2 separate regions of the Mus musculus genome follow, and region 1 is linked to region 2. A link is a contact called in public Hi-C data. All regions are on one chromosome and are shown on one strand. Each heading gives the region's core, a stretch centred on a gene start, on an enhancer-like site or on the middle of the called end of the contact. The rest is flanking DNA. Distances are from core to core; before and after follow the strand shown.

The links. Hi-C and Micro-C count contacts between places; a contact is called where the count stands out from the background.
Region 1: a contact with region 2 is called in a Hi-C map of cerebral cortex, with 2.9 times the contacts expected there. The contact joins the promoter of Cobl here to the enhancer-like site in region 2. A contact is called at or near these places in 2 of 39 promoter capture datasets (hippocampal neurons and liver), 29 of 484 Hi-C or Micro-C datasets (the AML12 cell line, the C2C12 cell line, the G1E-ER4 cell line and 20 more), 5 of 115 datasets of contacts at active chromatin or transcription factors (cardiomyocytes, embryonic fibroblasts, embryonic stem cells and 1 more) and 2 of 9 other capture datasets (adipose tissue and liver).

The regions. Positions count from the first base shown.
Region 1 is chr11:12,463,567-12,466,354 of GRCm38.p6, reverse strand. Cobl (cordon-bleu WH2 repeat) reads left to right here and starts at 1,395. Exons shown (of 15, transcript NM_172496.3): 1 at 1,395-1,673. The coding sequence starts at 1,633.
Region 2 is chr11:12,371,716-12,374,589 of GRCm38.p6, reverse strand. The region is part of intron 4 of Cobl (cordon-bleu WH2 repeat); the gene reads left to right. Among named protein-coding and RNA genes, the nearest start is that of Gm30596, 11 kb to the left of the region's middle. Within about 2 kb of position 1,284, at least 113 of the 459 cell types and tissues checked have an H3K27ac peak or open chromatin away from gene starts, as enhancers often do. A contact at or near this core is called in cerebral cortex, muscle stem cells and myocytes, where this site is marked.

The DNA.
Region 1 (2,788 bases), core at 146-2,645, 92 kb before region 2:
ATTTTCGGGGAAGAGACCCATTCCAAACACATAAAGGTAAACATATTCAATATGACATGTATATCTACATGTATTTATACCTCTTGCATGCGTAATTAATACACTCAGTTTATATAAATATAAAAGCATGTAAGCATTTTGATTATAAACAGACATATAAAGCGCGCACACACACACACACACACACACACACACAGAAGATAAAGTGATATGCTTCCATGAGGAATATCAAGACAATCGGCAAGAGTATCAAACAAAACTCAAGACAGTGGACAAGAAGCAGATGGGAGTTGAGAGTGGGGATGTCCTTTGCGACAAAGAGGTCAGAAAAGAGCTCCCTGAGGAGCAGGTATCTGAGCAGAGCCTGCAGGATACACATTGCAGATCCCAGAAGCCCTCGGGTGGGGAAATGCTCTGAGTATTGTGTTCAAAAGGAAGCCAGGCTCTGCTGTAGGTATGAAGTGGTTCACCTGCTTTGAGTGGGCACTGTGGCTGGAGCAAAGAAGGCTACTGCAGGACTTGTATTTTGTACACTGGTCTCCCCTCTTTCCTTAAACAGAAAGTTGGGGTTCAGAGGAAGAAAAGCTTAGGCAAGCTTCTGGATACAGAGTTCAGTCACAGAATTTTGCCTCTTACTGGCATTTTATTCCAATCCTGAGAACCTAGTACAACTGCTGTATTTGAAGGGCGGAACTTCATAGCAATCAGGTTCTTTTCCTGTTCCCCTAAGGTCAATTAGCAGGCTGGAGAAGGGAAGCTTAGTGGTGCTGGGTCCTCAGGTTGACTTGCAGTGAGGCCTCAGCACCTGCTGCCTCTGCTGGTATTTTTGCTCACCACTCAACATGGGAATCACAGGGCTGGGGCCACAGTAGCATTCATTACTATCCAGGCAATTAGGCTGGCAAGCAGAAGCATGCATCCAAACAGGTGCAGTTCTTGTTGGCACTGGATGTCCACACTCCAGCCTCACTGCTTTCTGATTTCTCAGAAAAAGGTGTGCCCCTTTACCCCAAGCTGCGTCCCTCTCCAGTTTCCTATGCTGCACACCAAGGACCTCATTTTGGACCACTCTCCCCTCCCCTTACAGTAGATCTCTAGTTCTAACAAAGGTTCTTTTAGGTTCTGGGGCAGAAACTGAGGCGCTAGACCGTCTATTTTTCTCTCTTCCTTCAAGTCGGTTCTCGCAGCCTAGTCGGCCCGCCTCGCCCCGCGCAGCCACAGGTGGCCAGGTATTTGCCCGCTTAGTTCCTCCAGCCGGCTGGGCAGGTGACTCGGTGCCCACCGCGGGGCGCGCGCCCCGCCCAGGTGTGCTCCGGCGGGCAGCGGGGGCGCGCGGAGAGGCGGGCGCTGGGGAGCGGCGCGCGGGCACGGGGCGGCGCCGCGGTGGGCGCGGCTGAGCCAGTTTGGCGGGGGGCGGCGCACCTTGCTCCCGCGCCCGGGGTAGCCGCGTCCGTCTCTCTCCGCACGCCCCCGCCCGCCCGGACGCCCCAGGTCGCTTCCGTCCTCTCGGCACGGCCGCTGTCCTCGCTAGCCCCGCGTGGGAGGACGATGGGTCAGCGCGGAAAAAGTGAATGAGGACGGCGGCGCCGCAGCCAGCGCCCCAGTCGGCCGGCAGAGCAACCCGCCGGCTCCATGGACGCGCCGCGTGCACTGGCGGCCAAGCCCCCCACAGGGTAAGCGGGCCCACGAGGGCGGGCGTGGCTCTTCCCGAGGTGTTGAGGACTTGGGGCGCCTGGGTCGTTGCTCCGGTAACCGTGGCAGGCCTTGCTCGGGAACACTTTCTGCGAGAGGTGCTGCTGTGAAAGCCCTTGTGTATGTTTGTGTATGTGTGTGTTGGGGGGTGGGTGGGTGGAGGGAGTGCTGTCCCTCCGTGCAGAACCCCAGCTCTGAGCTGCCTTCAGCCCCTTGCAATAGTGGCAATTACGGGCGGAGGGGGACAAGGAAAATCCAGGCCTGAAACTCCAGCTGAGTCTGTCTGGTCCCATACACAGGTTCCTCCAGCCACTCCTCGCAGGCCCTGTGGCCCGCTGCTCCCTACCTCAATGACAAGGGGGTACTTGGTCTGTTGGGACCCATGTAGCCAGGAGATCTGGGGAGGTGTGTGGGGAAGGGACTTCATGAACACTCTTCTGCCCAAGCCTTTGTGCTGGGATCTCCCTTGTGTCTGAAGAGGTGAGGACCTTCTTCATCGGACCTGTAAAGCAGAGCTGTCAATCCTGTCTTCAGGATCCTCTAGTGCCTCAACCCTTTTAGTTTCTTTTTGCTGTCTCCACACCTTGCGGACAGAGATTCCCTGTCACACTGAGGATTTTACTTGCCCAAGAGAAACTTGCCTAACACAGGTCAAATAGACTTGCCCTTTAACCCCAACTCCCCGAATCGTGCCCCTCCGTGCCCATCTCTGCCAGGACAGTTGACAACCCTTGCAGACTTGGTAGATTTCAGAGAGCGCCGTGGGGCTGGCTTTTGACCTCTTCTTTCTGGAGCAAATGTGTTATGAGTGTTGCGAATGGAATGAGTTGGGGTGGGTCCGCACCTGCTCCCGAAATGGCCCACTTTCCACTTGAGCAGCTGGATTTTCTAAGGCGGCACTGGGGACAACAAATCTCTTTTCTTTAGCAGTTATGTCCCACTGACTCACCCGATCCCTTGCCCACTGACTTTGTTGCCCAAGTGTTTATAAAAGCCGTCTAAACCAGTTCTTTATTCTTAAAATCTCCCCTGGAGGCTTCCAAAAAAGTAAGATACATTTCTAACTCATAATCTTGAAGCTACGGAATTTTTTTTT
Region 2 (2,874 bases), core at 35-2,534:
TTTCTCAGCCCACGTCTTCCCTGGGGAATCTGTATTCACCCTCTCACCTGACATGGAAGAAAGGAAGTGTAAGGTAGATGGAAGAGCCTCCTTAAAAGAGGATCTGAGAGAATATTGCATCAAGTTCATTGCTGCCGATGCTGTGGTACTTGAGATTGAGTTCAGAGCCTCATGCTTGATCTCCCAACCAGTAGCTCTTAAAAACACCGACAGTGCTCTCAGCATCAGTGGCACAGGCCCAGCGGCTCCGAGTGTGTTTGGTTATGTTTAAATTTGGATTACAGAATATTTTAGAGAAAAAGAAACAAAAACTGTCCCACGTTAAGGAATCTGAGTGAAAGGCTTGCACACTGAGGCCTCTGTTACATACCACGCTTGGACAACAGAAGAACAGAAGTCCAAATGCATCCTGGAGAAGCCATACAAGCTGACCCTCTGTTAAGGAGAAGCCCCACTGCTCCCAGTTATCAGAGACATGGAAGCTGAAGCCTTCAGCAGGGCTACGACTCAGCATAGCTCTTACAATCTACTGGCACAAAGTGAGGCCAATTAGCATTTCAGCTCTTTACGTGAACTAGCTACTCCAAAGACCCTGAGTATACTACTCACTGCCATGACAGCCTATTTCCCTGCCCTGTGGTCGGCAGGCCCCAAGGCCAACTGTATGCCTTTTACCTGTAACATGCCTCTTTTGGTGACCTTGGTTACCAACCATCCTGCTCCATGTCTGTACTTATCCTGCTGACTACCAAATATCTAAGAGAGGAGAATCTTCCAGAGGGTGTCCTTGGGAACCCTTTTCTCTTCTGAAGATGATCAGCAGAACTGCTAGGGTGCGTGTGGGGTGCCCTTGAAAGAGGCTAGGGGGCAGGACTTAGCCTTTTCCTCATCTCTGCAGTTGATGGAGAAAGGGGAGATGGCAGCTAGAGGTTACTGTGCTGTTGGCCAAATGCCTCCACTGTCTGAACACCGAAGGCGCAGCTTGAAGAATTCCAAGGCTCTGCTGCCCTCTGTGCTCACAGCGAGCATAGCAGCCTGTTGCTGGGACTAAGAGACCAGGCCTGGAGGTACAGGCCAGCTCTGCGTATGCCCTTGTCTCTTTTGCGGGTGGTGTAACCTCACACTTGAGGCTGAGGGAGTAGTTAGTTAGATCTTTGGTTTGGGCTGCTGTAGACCTCCAAGTTGTTCTCATTTTCTCGTTGCCTGCCTTTTCCAGTTCTTCTGACCAAAACGCAGTCTGAGCCTTCCCTGAGCTGTCAAGGTACTGTGAGCTCACAGGCTGCACTCTGCATGGCTCCAGATGGGAGGGTGCACGGAAGTGATATGTCTGTCAGACCTCAAAGAAGAGTTTGGCTAGAGGCACTCTGGGGAGGGGAGAGGGCTTGCTGGGTTGATTTGAGGTTATGATTTAAGTTTTTATTTCCCTGGTTTTTTAAAGACAAGAATACCTTGTGTAAGAATTTGCTATGTAACTTTAATCCATAGAAATCGCTGAAACTGTTGACAGAAATTCTATAGCTCAGAATTTCAGGTGAAAGTTATGTGTACAGAAGTAACATCAGTTCCTATTGCCTTGACTTGTTTTTTATTCTTACATTTGTGCTTCCTGCCTAGATCTATCCTAGATGTTATAGAGTGTCCACCAACTTGGGATTGAAACTGACCCTTATCTATCATAGAAATATAGGTATTCAAAGGGTTAGTTCAAATTTGGCACACTCATTGAGCAAATCTCTGCTATATACATGTGCATGCCCATATTCGTGAAGAGGTAGCTACATATATTTATCTGCACGTATTTTTACAAATTTGCATAAGCATATATGTACAAATATATACACAGGTGAATTGTGAGTTTAATGAGTCCTTTAGACTTTTCACATACCCATATAGGCATGTATATATATATATATATATATATATATATATATATATATAGGCATGTTTATATATATATATATATATATATATATATATATATATATATATATAAAGGCTAATATCCTATGAGTTTTTATATTTGACAGAAAGTTTGTCATTTTTCTAAAGTATGTGATAGCAGATTTGATTTTTTTTAAATAAAATAAATGAAAGAAACTGCAGCATTTGCATGGATGGCAGTCTGCTATGGATTGCCTGAGTGCCAGAGCTGAGTGGCCCCATTTACCAACCCATAGCCAACCTGCCTCATCAACAGAATTTCTCACAATGTCCCTTAAGGAACACCATTGTCTTGAATAGGGCACACACATACATAACCACTGTAGCCATCCTGGGAGATTCTGCTTGGCGATTTGGGCAGTTAGGGGCTGGGGAGAAGTGAACTTTACTACCACTTCCTTTATTCATGTCTAGAGTCTAGTGATAGTGCACCTTACAGATAGATAAGCTATGATGATAATGGCCACTTGGACCACGTGAGAAGGGAAGTCCCACCTGTTCTCTACCAGGGACTTGTTTAGTGACCATGGAACTGCCCAGATTCCACTTTTCCCATCTAGACCAACAGCTGCGTTGGACTTCTACCTTCTCCATCTCTGTTGCCACCCAACTTACCTTCATTATCATCCCCATCACTTTAATGCATCCAAATTGGAAGTGCTTTCTTGAAGATTAAATGTGAGCCTTGAAAATAAGTGTCGTGCTACCACGCGTGATCATTCATCTTAAAGCACATGCTCTCTAGGGAAATCTATGTGTCCATAGCTTACTGCCCTGGTAGGACAGCCTCGCTGTCTATGAAGGCTTAGCCTGATACCAATGAGAGATCTTTCTTGCTTTGTTCTCACCTTACTACAGTGTTTACCTAGTATCAGGAACCTCTTATATAGCTCTGTTCAATTCATAGGCAAAGCCCTTAAAAATATATTATCA